3 separate regions of the Mus musculus genome follow, and regions 1 and 3 are each linked to region 2. A link is a contact called in public HiChIP or PLAC-seq and promoter capture Hi-C data. All regions are on one chromosome and are shown on one strand. Each heading gives the region's core, a stretch centred on a gene start, on an enhancer-like site or on the middle of the called end of the contact. The rest is flanking DNA. Distances are from core to core; before and after follow the strand shown.

The links. Promoter capture Hi-C pulls out the DNA fragments that hold promoters and counts their contacts. HiChIP or PLAC-seq counts read pairs in DNA pulled down with a chosen protein or histone mark.
Region 1: a contact with region 2 is called in an H3K4me3 HiChIP or PLAC-seq map of pro-B cells, with 4 times the contacts expected there. The contact joins the promoter of Zfp260 here to the promoter of Capn12 in region 2. A contact is called at or near these places in 3 of 39 promoter capture datasets (cranial neural crest, liver and second pharyngeal arch cranial neural crest) and 1 of 115 datasets of contacts at active chromatin or transcription factors (pro-B cells).
Region 3: a contact with region 2 is called in a promoter capture Hi-C map of pre-B cells, with 2.4 times the contacts expected there. The contact joins the promoter of Etv2 here to the promoter of Capn12 in region 2.

What each region holds. Positions count from the first base shown.
Region 1 is chr7:30,093,013-30,097,639 of GRCm38.p6, forward strand. Zfp260 (zinc finger protein 260) reads left to right here and starts at 2,064. Exons shown (of 3, transcript NM_011981.4): 1 at 2,064-2,199.
Region 2 is chr7:28,879,375-28,883,947 of GRCm38.p6, forward strand. It overlaps Capn12 (calpain 12), which reads left to right and starts at 2,282. Exons shown (of 21, transcript NM_001110807.1): 1 at 2,282-2,586; 2 at 3,177-3,246; 3 at 3,396-3,514; 4 at 3,754-3,887. The coding sequence starts at 2,350.
Region 3 is chr7:30,633,479-30,637,835 of GRCm38.p6, forward strand. It overlaps Etv2 (ets variant 2), which reads right to left and starts at 2,374. Exons shown (of 6, transcript NM_007959.2): 1 at 2,283-2,374; 2 at 2,097-2,183; 3 at 1,830-1,889; 4 at 1,135-1,611; 5 at 511-623; 6 at 138-356. The coding sequence starts at 2,352. The coding sequence ends at 156.

The DNA.
Region 1 (4,627 bases), core at 814-3,313, 1.2 Mb after region 2:
CGCTGGTCTTCACTTTGTCGAGAGAAATGCACCAAAGAACTTCTCGTGGTATTCCGGCTGCTCCTGGCTGCTCCCTCTGATTTGGGCCAGTTGCAGTTTCTGCTGGATCTTGCCGCCACTACTGATTCATTTTTGGTGTTTGCTATTGGCCTGGACTGCTGGAATCCTGACAAGGAAGAGTGGGATTGCCCCGAGAAACTACTTCTAAATGGGTCTGTGACTCCCTTTTCCTATTAACCTTTCTCCCTTGCTTCTGGTCGGTGGATTAGAAGGGAAGTTGAAGTGTTTAAGAACCCTAAATAAAGTAGGTTTTGAAAAAAAAAAAAATCTAAGCCCGCAAGTAGGCTGCCTCTCCTGAAGTCAGGGTTTCAGAGAGCTGCTTCTTATTGGCTCTTGGAGTCCCTTTTATGGGGAAGGGTTAGGGTTGATAGAAAATAGGTGTAGAGAGCTGGAGAGATGGCTTAGCAGTTAAGAGCACCGACTGCTCTTCCAGAATTCCTGAATTCAATTCCCAGCAACTCACAACCATCTGTAATGGGATCTGATGTCCTCTTCCGGTATGTCTGAAGAGAGCAACAATGTACTCACATACAATTAAATAAATAAATAAATAAATAAATAAAGCTGTAGCTATAACTGGCTGTTAAAAATCTGGACAGAAGGGGGGGCTGGGCTCAAGGCTGTGTGTGGGGTGGGTGTGGGAATGTATCATGTAAAAGGGTACCTGGGAAGGTATCTGGTAAGACATATTGGTAAGCCATAAGGACAGTCATATATTCCAGGATCAAGAATTTAGCTCACAGTTCACGGTGGCACCTTTTTGGTTTCACACTGGGCTGTTTGATAAGGAGAGAGGCAGAAGCCTAGAGGTCAGGAGAGCAGAAAACCAAGCATGGTGGACAAGAGGTCAAACGGGCTAGATTATATAGGGAAGAGAAGCTGGGGAAGGGACAGCCCAACTCTGGTGGGAGATTTCAGGGTAGGAGGCAGGGTAGCCCAGGACAAGCACAGGTAGCCAGGCCCCACCTCTATACTAATCTAATGGCCTGGCCCAGTCCCTTGATGTGCAAGAGTATTCAGGGCCAGCCTTCTAGACTGTTCTACCACTGAGAAGGCTGTTTCCAGCCCCTTGAGATACAGACAAGATCCACTCTATAGAGGAAAAAAGGGCGGGGGCGGGGGGAAGAATCCCAGGCCGCCCTGGAAGCCCCGCCTCCTTTCCCCCCAAACCCTATATAATGCCTGCCTCCTGTTCTGTTCTTTGTTGATTCTCTCCCAAGCAAAGGCACCCAACTTCTTGAGGCTTTCCTAATACATCTCTCCCGAGGTTTGCTGTAGGGTGTGACTTTGTGGTATTCCTTGGCTCCCAACTGTAGGATAGCTTTCCCTTTAGAGCTGTAACACCTTCACCAGGCCATCAGCTGCTTTGATATGTTAACAGGCATCTCAGCCATTTGCCCCAGTTTTGGGACCTAACACTCAGGTAACGCATTAACAAACCTCCCACAGGACCCCACAACTCACCTGCATACTGCTTTCCACATTGTTACACACTGTCACAACCCTAGGACATACGGCTACAAAAATTACAATTTCACAATAGTTCATTTTCCTGATTGTTTAGTCTGAACCCAATTATCAGTCTCAATTCCAGCCTGGCTTCAGTTTGTGATACTGTAGCAATCGCTTCCTTAACACCAGAGTCTGATACAACTCTCTGCAGAGCTGCCAACTATCAGCCTGAGATGCCTTCTGGGAAATGTAGTTCAGCAGTGCGCCACGGTGGCCAAGATGGCGTCCTCTCCCGTAAAACCCAGAGGATTGCGCCTTACTGGGAATCTCGCCCTGGAGGCAAGGAAAAGCCTATTCTGTGAGTTTAAGCTGCACTCATTACACACCTTGGCACACCATTGTCCTTTGCGGTAACACAGTGTAAAAGTGGTAGTATCTGAGTTCCAACCTTTTACTACTTATCCACTGGGAAAAGTTCTCGGGAGAGTGGAGGGGAAATTAACTAGAACCCCTGAGACTTCTGGGAAATGTAGTTCACAGTTAAAAAGAGAGCGAAAGAGAGAGACTAGAATGGAAAAAGATCCTCTAGTTCAGAGCCCTGGTGGGCAGAGACCTCTGGGAGTGCTAGCTCACTGAAGGAGTGCGCAGGCGCAGGCTTCGTGGCTCGCCATCGTCGCCTTTGTCTGGGTGAGTTTGATTTCGGGGTCTGTAGGACCGGGATTTTCCCAGACTGAGTAAAGGCAAAGGAGCTGTGGGGGAGGGTTTACCCACCTGCCCGGGCGAGGATGCCTGAAGGGGCGAAAACGCCTACTGTGATGGTGGAGCTGAGAACTTGGGTGGATGGGGGCTGGGGAGATCAGAAACCGGGGTGGGTTTGCGGGCGGGGTGAGCATACGTGTAAGGGTGTGTTTTGGTTTGTTTCGAGTGAGCGAGAAACTGGTTTCAAGTTTGTAAAAATACAGGGGTGGTTTTCTAATACATGTCGCATTTATTTTAAAAATAAAAACGAGGTGTTTTTTTTTCTTCTGGAAAACAGGAAAGGGAAAAAGATAATTGAGTGAGTAGTTTTAAACCTGGTTTTTAAAAATCAAAACAAGTCTACAGTAAAAAAATGAAACCAACGTTCCTTTGAAAAATATTCTTTGTAACAAAGATTTCCAATAACTCGTTATTGGATGCCTACACATCTGTAGGCATTAACTTGCTACTTGGAAAAACCAGATGAGCTAGTTTTGAGTAGTCCCAAATTTACGGACTAGCCCTTAGAATGTACTTTTCACTGCTGCAGATGGGATTGAATCAGTAAGGTAATTAATTGTCCCCCCTTTAGCACAGAGAGGTCAAGAAAGCTATTTAATTTAGCACTCTGATTTGTCAAAGGACAGGGCTCGTGTGTGTGTGTGTGTGTGTGTGTGTGTGTTGCCTGAATATATGTGTACGTGGAACCTGCAGAGGCCAAAAGAAGACATTGGATCCCCTGGAACTGGAATTATAGACAGTTGTGAGCTGGCATGTGGGTACAGGGAGTTGAACTAGAGTCCTTTGGAAGAACAGCCAGTGTTCTTATCCACTGAGCAATCCCTTCAGCTCCAAATTAAGACTCCTAATTTGTCCAGATTTATCCATACCAAGTAGCTTTTGTTAACATACAGATTTTCTTCTGAGTAGTTTTTGGTCAGTCTTTAAAACATGACAAACAACAAAAAATGGTCTGCGTTCATAGTCCTGCTTGTCCTGGAACTCTCGAGATAGGCTTCCCAAGTGCTGGGACTAAAGGCATGCGCTGTTATAGCTGGCTCATCATCGTTTTGCTTTCATTTCTCCCTCCTTCCTTCCTTCCTTCCTTCCTTCCTTCCTTCCTTCCTTCCTTCCTTCCTTCCTTCTGAGTCAGGGTAGTCTCAGTGTGGCCCTAACTGTTTTGGAATTCGCTCTATAGATTAAGCTGCTCCAAACTAGGATGTTCCAACTGCGTCTGCCTCCTGAGTGCTGGGATTAAAGGTGTGCGCCACCTTGCCTAGCTTGTCACACATCTTTTTAAAACATGTTTTTCTTTTCTTTTTTCTTTTCTTTATTTTCTTTTTTTTTTTTTCCATTAAAGAATTTATTTTTAAGCCGGGCATGGTGGCACACACCTTTAATCCCAGCACTTGGGAGGCAGAGGCAGGCGAATTTCTGAGTTCGAAGCCAGCCTGGTTTACAGAGTGAGTTCCTGGACAGCCAGGACTACACAGAGAAACCCTGTCTTGAAAAAAAAATCCAAAAAAAAATTTTTTTTTAATAAATTCTTTTTTTTTTTTTTTTTTTTTTAAAGATTTATTTATTTATTATATGTAAGTACACTGTAGCTGTCTTCAGACACTCCAGAAGAGGGAGTCAGATCTTGTTACGGATGGTTGTGAGCCACCATGTGGTTGCTGGGATTTGAACTCTGGACCTTCGGAAGAGCAGTCGGGTGCTCTAACCCACTGAGCCATCTCACCAGCCCTTTTTTTAATAAATTCTAATCAAGAGTTATTTATGTGTATGTGAATGCTCGAAGGTTGTGGGCATGTTTATGAATGCCCTTGGAAGCCAGAAGAGGGCATTAGATCTCCTTGAGAGCAGTCCAGTGTGGCTGCTGGGAACCAAACTCCAGTCTTCTGGAAGAGCAAGCAGCAGTGCTCCTAACTGCTGAGCCATCTCTCCAGCCCCTTAACAATTGCAATAAAGTGAGATATTATTAAAGGGTCAACAATTTTGATAAGTAAGAAAAAATTTCAAATTAACAAGGAAGATACAACTTCTTTTAGTGTGTGTGTGTCTACATGTTCATGTGGGTATATGCATAAGCACTCGTGAGTGCACACATGCATGTGTGCATGAGTATGCACATGGGAGTCATAGGGCAGAGCACTTGTGAGTGCACACATGCGTGTGTGCATGAGTATGCACATGGGAGTCATAGGGCAGAGCACTTGTGAGTGCACACATGCGTGTGTGCATGAGTATGCACTTGGGAGTCTTATGGCAGAGCACTTGTGAGTGCACACATGCGTGTGTGCATGAGTATGCACTTGGGAGTCATAGGGCAGAGGTGGAGGTCAGGTGCCTTCCTCCATGACTCTCTACCTTACTG
Region 2 (4,573 bases), core at 1,032-3,531:
TCCAAACGCATGCGGCCAGCTCCAAGTGTAACCAAGAATGACCTTACTGACCCTCCTGCTGTCACCTCCTTGGTGCACCACTAGGTAATTCCACCCGAGAAAAGTCCTCATTACAGCTGGGTGTGGTGGTGCACATCTGTAATCCCAATACACTGGAGGCCGACACAAATGGATCGCCAGGAGTTGGAGGCCAGTTGTCTGGTCTACATTGTAACTTCCAGGCCAGCGGGACACTGTCTCAAAAACACATAACAAACGTAACAAACCCACCTGGGTTTCACCACATCCGGACACCTGGAGTATGCTTTCACGCTTGGGGGAATCGTGTCTCCCCATCGCTTGGCTGTGCTTGTATGCCACCCTCATCCTCTGAGGTAATCTTAGCCTTCCTGGCTACCAACTCAGTCAGGTGCAAGGAAAGGAGAGGCTGGCAAAGATAGGAAAGATAAACAATGGGGGCGTGGTTGGAGGGGGTGGCCAGGGGCTGCTGCACTGTGATTGGCGGGTCTGCTTCAGCTGTGGTCTGAGGGGAGGGATCATCTCAGAGCCAAGTGCCTAGAGAATAAGCCACAGGATCTAACATCTGGGCTTCTGGGTTCAGGACAGAGCTCAGCAGTAGAAGTTTGACTAGCGCTGGGCGTGGTGGCGCACGCCTTTAATCCCAGCACTCGGGAGGCAGAGGCAGGCGGATTTCTGAGTTCGAGGCCAGCCTGGTCTACAAAGTGAGCTCCAGGACAGCCAGGGCTATACAGAGAAACCCTGTCTCGCAAAAACCAAAAAAAAAAAAAAAAAAAAAAAAAAGAAGTTTGACTAGCGTGTAGGGATCCCCACGTTCATCCCCAGCTCTGGCAACAAAAAAAAAAAAAAAAAAAAAAAGAGGGGGGGGCAGGAAGGAAGGCAAACCACGGACACACACTACTGTTTGAAGAAACTGAGGCATATGGAGTTTATGTGACTTAGCCCAAGACACACAGTCCTTTGTCCCACAATTTAGCCTAGGCTGGTCTGGAATTCAGGTTCCTCTGGTCTCTTCCTTCCAAGAGCTGGAATCACAAGGGTGAAGCATCACACTTGACCTCAGACCTGCAATCCTAAGTGACAGACTGGGCTGAGACTTGAACCAACTACCTGTCTTTGTGTGGTCCCAGCAACTCTGCAGGAGGAAAAATCTGTGCGATTTTTCTTTGTTTCATTACTGGGTCTCTTGTAGTTTAGGCTGCCCGATATTTGCTGTAAGCTAAGACTACCGTAGAACTCCCGATTCTCCTGCCTCGGACAGCCCCTGTTGTTGGCTATGGTGCTTGGAGGGCCGGGGTTGGATGGCAGATGTTGAAAGCTTGAGTTGTCAACGTCTCAGCAAAATTAAAGTGACTAGGCTCCCCTGGGGCCAGAGGCACTGAAAGGCAAGACTGCCTGCCTTGCCAAAGATCCTCCTCCGCCTGCTTCACGGAGCCTGCTCGGCTTGGAGAGGGGCCGCAGCATCCCAGGCACAGGTGACCACATTCACAGCACAGAGCAGAACCTGTTTTCTGTAGTCAGCCTTGCCTGGGTGACCTAGCCATGGTCTACCTTCCTGAGAGCTAGCAGAGGGAGCTGGGAGGAAACCAGGTGTGGTGTTTTATAAATATAAAAAAGGAAAGAGCCAAGGATATGTTTATATCTGAGTTCCATGCCAGCCTGGTCTACGGAGTGAGTTCCAGGACAGCCAGGGCTACCCAAGAGAAACCCAGTCTGTCTCCAAAATCCCAAACCAAACGAACAAAAGGACAAAACCCTTCAAAACAAAACAACAATCACACCAGTAGATCTAACACCAGGGATCCTGAGGCAAGAGAGCCTGGGAGCCCGAGGCTAACCTCGGAAACTCAGTGAGACCAGGTCTCAAAGTCAGTCGATGAAGGGCCTTGGAGCTGCAGGTGCAGAGGATGCTTGCCTGCCACATCGGGAGGTTCAGTCCTCAGCACTGTCCCCAGCTGAGGAGACAGGGAGGCTGGGCTGGGCTGAGGTATGGCAACAGGAAGAAGCACGCGGAAACACACCCCCACGTTGACCTCCTTCCCGGCACTCCCAGAGCCCGGCTGGTCCTCCTAGGCCTGCCCACCTTTTGTGTGCTCCAGGTCATTAAGCTGCTAAACTCGCCACAACTGAGGGCTCCGTGCCCCAGGGAGGAAACCACTGAAGAAGCGTCCCTGCTCCTTCGCACCCCAAACCATCAATTAATATTAACAAGGGAGAATGCTCCTCGATGCCTAAAGACCCCCAACAGGGTACAAATGGAGCAGGAGCCACGCCCCCCATGACTCAGGAGGTTAAAGGGCTTGGGTCCATCTGTGTGCCCAGAGTGTCCGAATGGCGAGTGGCAACAGGAAGGTCACCATCCAGCTGGTGGACGACGGGGCCGGGACTGGAGCTGGGGGCCCACAGCTCTTTAAAGGCCAGAACTACGAAGCCATCCGAAGAGCTTGCCTGGATTCCGGGATCCTGTTTCGTGACCCTTGCTTTCCTGCTGGCCCTGATGCCCTTGGCTATGACAAGCTGGGACCTGACTCAGAGAAGGCCAAAGGGGTGGAATGGAAGAGGCCCCATGTAAAGTGGGGCTGGGCTGGGACCTGGGTCTGATGGGGGAGGGCCAGGACAAGGACTCCTGGGTCTGAGGGAGGAGGACCAGGTCCTGGACTCTTGGATCTGAGGGAGGAGGGCCAGGGCCTGGGTCTGAGGGAGGAGGACCAGGGCCTGAACTCTTGGGTCTGAGGGAGGAGGACCAGGGCCTGAACTCTTGGGTCTGAGGGAGGAGGACCAGGGCCTGAACTCTTGGGTCTGAGGGAGGAGGGCCAGGGCCTGGGTCTGAGGGAGGAGGACCAGGGCCTGGACTCTTGGGTCTGAGGGAGGAGGGCCAGAGTCTTAGCCTGAGGGATCAGGGCCAGGACATGAACCCTTGAGTGTAAGAGAGACAGGCTGAGGTCTAGAATCCTGGTTCTTAGGAAAAGGGAGTGGGGGATAAGAGCAGACTCAGCCACGGGATTCAAGGGGATCCAGGAAGGCAAACTCCCACCCACAGACTTTCCCAAGGTTGGAGGCCCTCACTACCTGGGTACTGGTGTCAGGGCTCAGGCCTCTGACTTCTCCATTGTTCCAGCCTTCCCTTACCTGGCTTCTCTGGAACCTTAATCTTCCAGGAGTTTTGTGCTGAGCCCCAGTTCATCTGTGAAGACATGAGCAGAACAGATGTGTGCCAGGGAAGCTTGGGTGAGCCCCCTTGTGACTGTCTGGAGCCCCTAGACCCAGGACTTGAACAGCTCCTCTCCTCTGTCTCCTGTCCCCATGGCTTCTTTCTTCAGTCTGCTGGTCTCTGGTCCACTCGTACCTAATCTGAGCCTCTTTCCTCCTCCTCCTAGGAAACTGCTGGCTTCTTGCAGCTGCTGCCTCCCTCACACTCTACCCCAGGCTCCTGTACCGGGTGGTCCCCCCTGGACAAGGTTTCCAAGATGGCTACGCGGGGGTCTTCCATTTTCAGGTAGAGTCCAGTTCCTTGCTCTGTGCCTCAATTTCCCCCGTGGTAGCATGATGACATAGGCTTCACAGTTACCATTATGTCCCTACCCCAGCGCAGGGGGACTGGAATTCCAGAACTTGGGAAGCAGAAGGCAAAAGCGGGGGTTGGAGGTAGGAATCAGGCAGGGTCTGGAAGCTGAGCCGCTCCTGCCCTGTGTTTTGTTTTGTTTTGTTTTGTTTTGTTTTGTTTTTCTTCACCAGCTATGGCAGTTTGGCCGCTGGGTGGATGTGGTGGTAGACGACAAACTGCCTGTGCGTGAGGGGAAGCTGATGTTCGTGCGCTCAGAACAAAGGAACGAGTTCTGGGCCCCTCTGCTGGAAAAGGCCTATGCCAAGTAAGGACTCCGCCCCCTCCCAAAGCCCCAGCCCTCCCAGCTGCAGCCCCAAGAACATGCCCAAGCCACGTGGAGTACTGACATCACATCGGGGGTCCTCCAGACACCCAACCTAGGACCCTGAACCCAGTCATAGCCCGCCATAGCCCTAGTATCATGGCACTCTCCTGGAAGAACCTTCATTTTTTGGTATTTTATTGAGAAAAGACCTCATACAACCTAGCTTGCCCAGGAATTAGCTATGTAGCCAAATGAGACCTTGAACTGAGGGTCTTGCCTCCATCTCAGAAGTGCTGGGGTTCCAGGTGTGTGCTACCACCCCAGGTTTATGCGGTGCTGGGTTTGAACCCAGGGTCTCATGTATGCTTGGTAAGCCCTCTACCAACTGAGCTACATCCCCAACCTTTATCCATTCAGTTATTGTCTTGTTATGTAGGCCAGGTTGGCCTCAAACTCATAATCCTCCTTCACTGGGCCCTTGTGTGCATAGAATATAGGCATGCACCACAACCCATGGCTAAAGTTAGGAAGGGAGTGTGTGTGAGCTGGGGATGGAACCCACGATCTGTGCATGCTGAGCCACATCCCAGCTCCTCACTGGAGGATTCTAGGCAGGGGCTCTACCACTGGGCCACGCCCCCAGCTCCTCACTGGGGGATTCTAGGCAGGGGCTCTACCACTGAGCC
Region 3 (4,357 bases), core at 1,124-3,623, 1.8 Mb after region 2:
TCAAAAACAGACAGGGGTCCGGATACCTCAATATGGCTGGAGCATGAAATGTCGGGGTGCACATTTAGGCTCCCTTGACAGGTCGAGTAGGTATCAGTGAAAAAGAAACAGACACCAGACACGCAGGTTCGACAGGGTTGTTTTTGTTTTTTGTTTTATTGGCCTTCTGCACCTGGCAGATGCCCCATATCATCCTGATAGGCGAGGACAGGCACACGTCCCCCGAAGCGGTATGTGTACTTGCGCCCACCACTCTTGAGCACGATGTCGCGGCGGTAATAATAACGTAGACCTCGACTCAGTTTCTCATAATTCATTCCCGGCTTCCTCTTGCGCTCGCCCCACAGCCGGGCCACCTAGGAAACAATCTTGAGGTTAGAGGGACCAGGGTCTTAGCTGCTATGGGCGGGGCGGGTCTCAGTCCTGATGGGCGTGGGGGGTTGTGAGTGGGTGGAGGCGGGGCTGGGAACTAGGTAAGTTGGGCTTGCCCAGCAAGGGGAGCTGTCTCACCTCTTTGGGGTCGCACAGCTGGAACTCGCGGCTATTGCCCGTCCAGCGGATGCAGCTGCTGCGAGCCCCGTCGTGGAGCAGCTCCAGGAGGAATTGCCACAGCTGAATGGGACCTGACAGAGAGAGAGAGAGAGAGAGAGAGAGAGAGAGAGAGAGGTGAACGCCAGGCTTCTCAGACCCAAAACACTGCGACGAACCTAAGAGTCGGGGAGCCTTCACTTTGAAGGCCAAAAGGTTCAGGTTCTCGCGATTTAGGACCCAGGAGTCCAGCTCTGTTCCTCATCGGGAGTCTGTGAGTTTGGATCCCTCCATAGTAGAGACCCAAGAACCAGTTTCAGGAACTCCTGACAGCTTGAGCCACATTAGCCTCCCCACCTCGAAGACCCAGGAGTCCGAATGCTCTTCTTTCCTCTCACATAACCTAGGGGCCTTTTAAAATGTTGGTCCCTAGAAAGTCAGTTCCGTCCTCTCACCCGTTCCCTCTTCTGATACAAAACCCCTGTCCTCTAGTTGCCTGTTTCCCGGATCCCTCCTCCTTTAGTTACCCAGACCCCTCCCCCAAGGTATCCAGGCCCAGTCCTAATCCGTTTTGCTTTACCTCTTCTGCAGTTTGCAGCCTCTTACCTCGGTGGTTAGTTTTGGAGTAGCGAGTCAATGTGGCTCTATCAGACTGCTTGTTCGATTTGGAGGGCGTGGTGAATGCTGGACTCTGGTGCCCCTCGAAAGGGATGCTGCAGTCCTGCAGCCCAGTATTCCACGTGGTGGTGTAGTCCGAACCGGCAGACCCGCCCCATGACATTTTATAGTCCTCATGCGCTTCCCCGCCCAGGCCATTGTCCCAGTAGGTGGCGCCACTGGGGCCCACAGAACAGTCCCAGCTGGTAGTGCTCCAGGCAGCTGGAGGGTGCGACCACGAGGGGACCCCTCCTGCCGAGGTGGCAGGATTCTGGCCGGTCGCCCCTTCAAAGCCGACGAAGGGGGAGGGGCTCGTGCCAGGAGGGGCAGGGCCTGGCGTCTGTGAAGCACAGCTCCACGGGTCCGAGGTGTTGCATCCCAGGTCTGTCCAGTCTCGCGACCACGGAAGGGGGTGAGCAACGGGCTCTGCGAGGAAGACAGACCTTAAACAAGGGAAGCCCAGGAGTCCTGGTCTCCCGCACCCTTGGGAATTTTAGGGGAGTTTTGGCGCCTCATATGGCCTTGAAAATGTAGCTGTCCCCAGTCTTAGTTCTGGTCCTCTTGTATACTAGGGGGTCTGAACTCAGCTCTAGTGTGTCAGGACCCTAGTTCCTCTCTTTCCATCTCCATTTTCTACCACTCACCCGCCTGGAAAGGTACGTCTTCGTGAGGTAAAGCGGGGTTCCAGTCCAGCTCTGGGAACCCTATGTTGGACAAGAGAGCTGAGTTTAGGAAAGATGTGGGCAATGACTTAGGGACCTCAGCCATCCACTCACACCTCCTTCAATTTCGATTCCAAACATGTTACTTCCTTCCCGCTCAGCACCCTCGCTCCTTCTAAAAAGCCCAGGATCTCCCATTCCTCCCCCTCCCTCCCCCCCAGCACACAGGGGTTCAAGCCCAGCAACCACCTTTCCAGCAGCCTTCTACGTTCATTGGTGTGATCGGTGTGTCCTCTTGTAGAGCCACTTCAGGGAAATAGAAACCAAATTCCGCTCCTTCTGCAGGCAACAAGGATGTTAAGTCCCGGCTAGGTGTCAAGGGGCCCGCATCCTTGGAGCCTTGCATACACTTTGTCCCAAGCCACAGCAGCTTACCCAGTCCTGTCAGCTTGTCCCCAGGAGGCACTTCCTGCAGTGACGCCTCATCCCAGTTCCACAGGTCCATGGATGCTTGTTCTGACGGTTCTGGTTGAGAAAGGAAAGTTCTAAGGGTAATGGACAAGATGGTGACATTTAGGGACCCAAGAATCTGCAACCCTTGTTTCCCTCAGACCCAGAGTAGACGTCTGCAACCTCCTTCCCCAGGAAAAGGAATATTGGTTTCCAGTTCCTTCACCCTCTCTTAGACGCTTAAATCCAGGTTCCCTGCATCTTGGTGTTCCCCTGTCCTTCCTAGTTCAGACACCCAGGCATTCAGTCCCCAGTTCGTGGCTCACCTCTGGCAGGTTCCTTCTCTCCTAGCCAGGGGGGTTTCAGCCCCATTTCATACCATGCACCCTTCCCGGGGGGCCTGATAGGGGAGGGGGAATTTTCCGAGACGTCAGAGCTGGGGGTCGCAGCCTGGGTCAAGTTGCAGGGATGGGGGCGTGGTCAAGCTGCACCCCCTGCTTTAGGGATGCGCACGGGTCCCTGGAACGGTCCCTTTTCGGGGACGAATTGGGCTTGGAAAAGAACTTGGGGAGCAGGGGCAGGGCAGGAATGGGGGTGCTGAGGTCTAAGGGGTGCTTACGGGGTAGTGGGGATGGGGTGAGGGGCTTGGACAGGTTCCCCATCTTGAGGATTTGGTGGTGTGACATGAAAAGTGGTGGGGGAGGAGGGTCTGGGGTCAGCTGGGCAGCTCTGGGCTTATCTGCAACAGGAAGAGGGATTTCCGGCCAGATGCCCCCTTTCCCTAGCATCAGCCTACGTCACAATCGGCAGGGTGACAGACAGCCAGATCAGGGTGGGGTGGAGGAGAATCCAACCCCGAATCCCTTACCAGGCACAGGGAGGGTGTCCTGGAGCTACTACCGAATAATGGCAACCATAATCAAAATAACATCGTTATGGACGATAATAATAGTAACCACTGACGTTAAATGAGGGTCTTCTGGGTCCGAGAAGTCGTGACAACGGGCCTTCATTTAATCTTCATAAGGGGGGAATTTATGGAGGGGGAAATTGAGGCATGTTTTCTCCCATTTCTTTTTCTGTCTGGGCTTTCTGGGCTATAGCAGTCCCGAACCATTGGAGAATTTCGAGTATGAACTGAATGTGAGTTATTGCATGAAATAATTTTATGTGTGCAGTGATAGGTTAGAAAATGGAGTCATTTAGAAATGAAGAGTTTTGTTTGAAGCTTACTTCAACTGATTCAGAAAAGAATCACATGCATAATGTGCAAAAGTATGCAAACAATATTTGGGATATAGCGACACCAAAAAGTATTTGCTTGTTAAACTAAAACTTAGTAACTAGGCATCCTGTTATTTTGGTTCTTTGTTTTGTTTTAATTTGCTAAGTCTTGTCGAACCTTGGCTTCAGTAACTTGGCCTCAGACAATGCTGTGTTCATTTTTTCTAAGTACTTGCTTAGTAAATATTAATAAGTAAATATTAATATGAAAATATATTTGAGGCCATTTTAATACTAAAAATTTACTTACTGGCTGGACAGTGCTAGCATACACCTTTAATCCCAGTAACTGGGAGGCAGAGGTAGGTGGATCTCTGAGTTAGAGGTCAGCACAGAGTGAGTTCCAGGACAACCAGGGCTATAAAGAGGAACCCTGTCTCAAACAAAACAAAACAAAACAAAACAAAAACCCAGAATCACACCAATCCAACAAAAAATACTTACTATAAATGAGTACGTACTCAATATTAAAAGCATTTTTATTTCCAGACATGGTAGTGTATGCCTTTAACTCCGGCACTAAGTAGGCAGAGGAAGGCAGATCTCTGGGATTTCAATGCCAGTCTGGTGTACATAGTAAGTTCCAGGCTAGCAGGGCTTACAAAGTGAGACCCTATTTAAAGGTAATAAATACAAGTATTTTTCTTTTATTTGTTCTGGCAAGTGCTCTACCATTTAGCTATACCACTACCCTTAACTTTACTATTGTTGTTGTGTGTGTGCGAGGATGTGCATGTCGAAGTCAGAAAACAACTTTGTGCAGGCCGTTCTCTCTT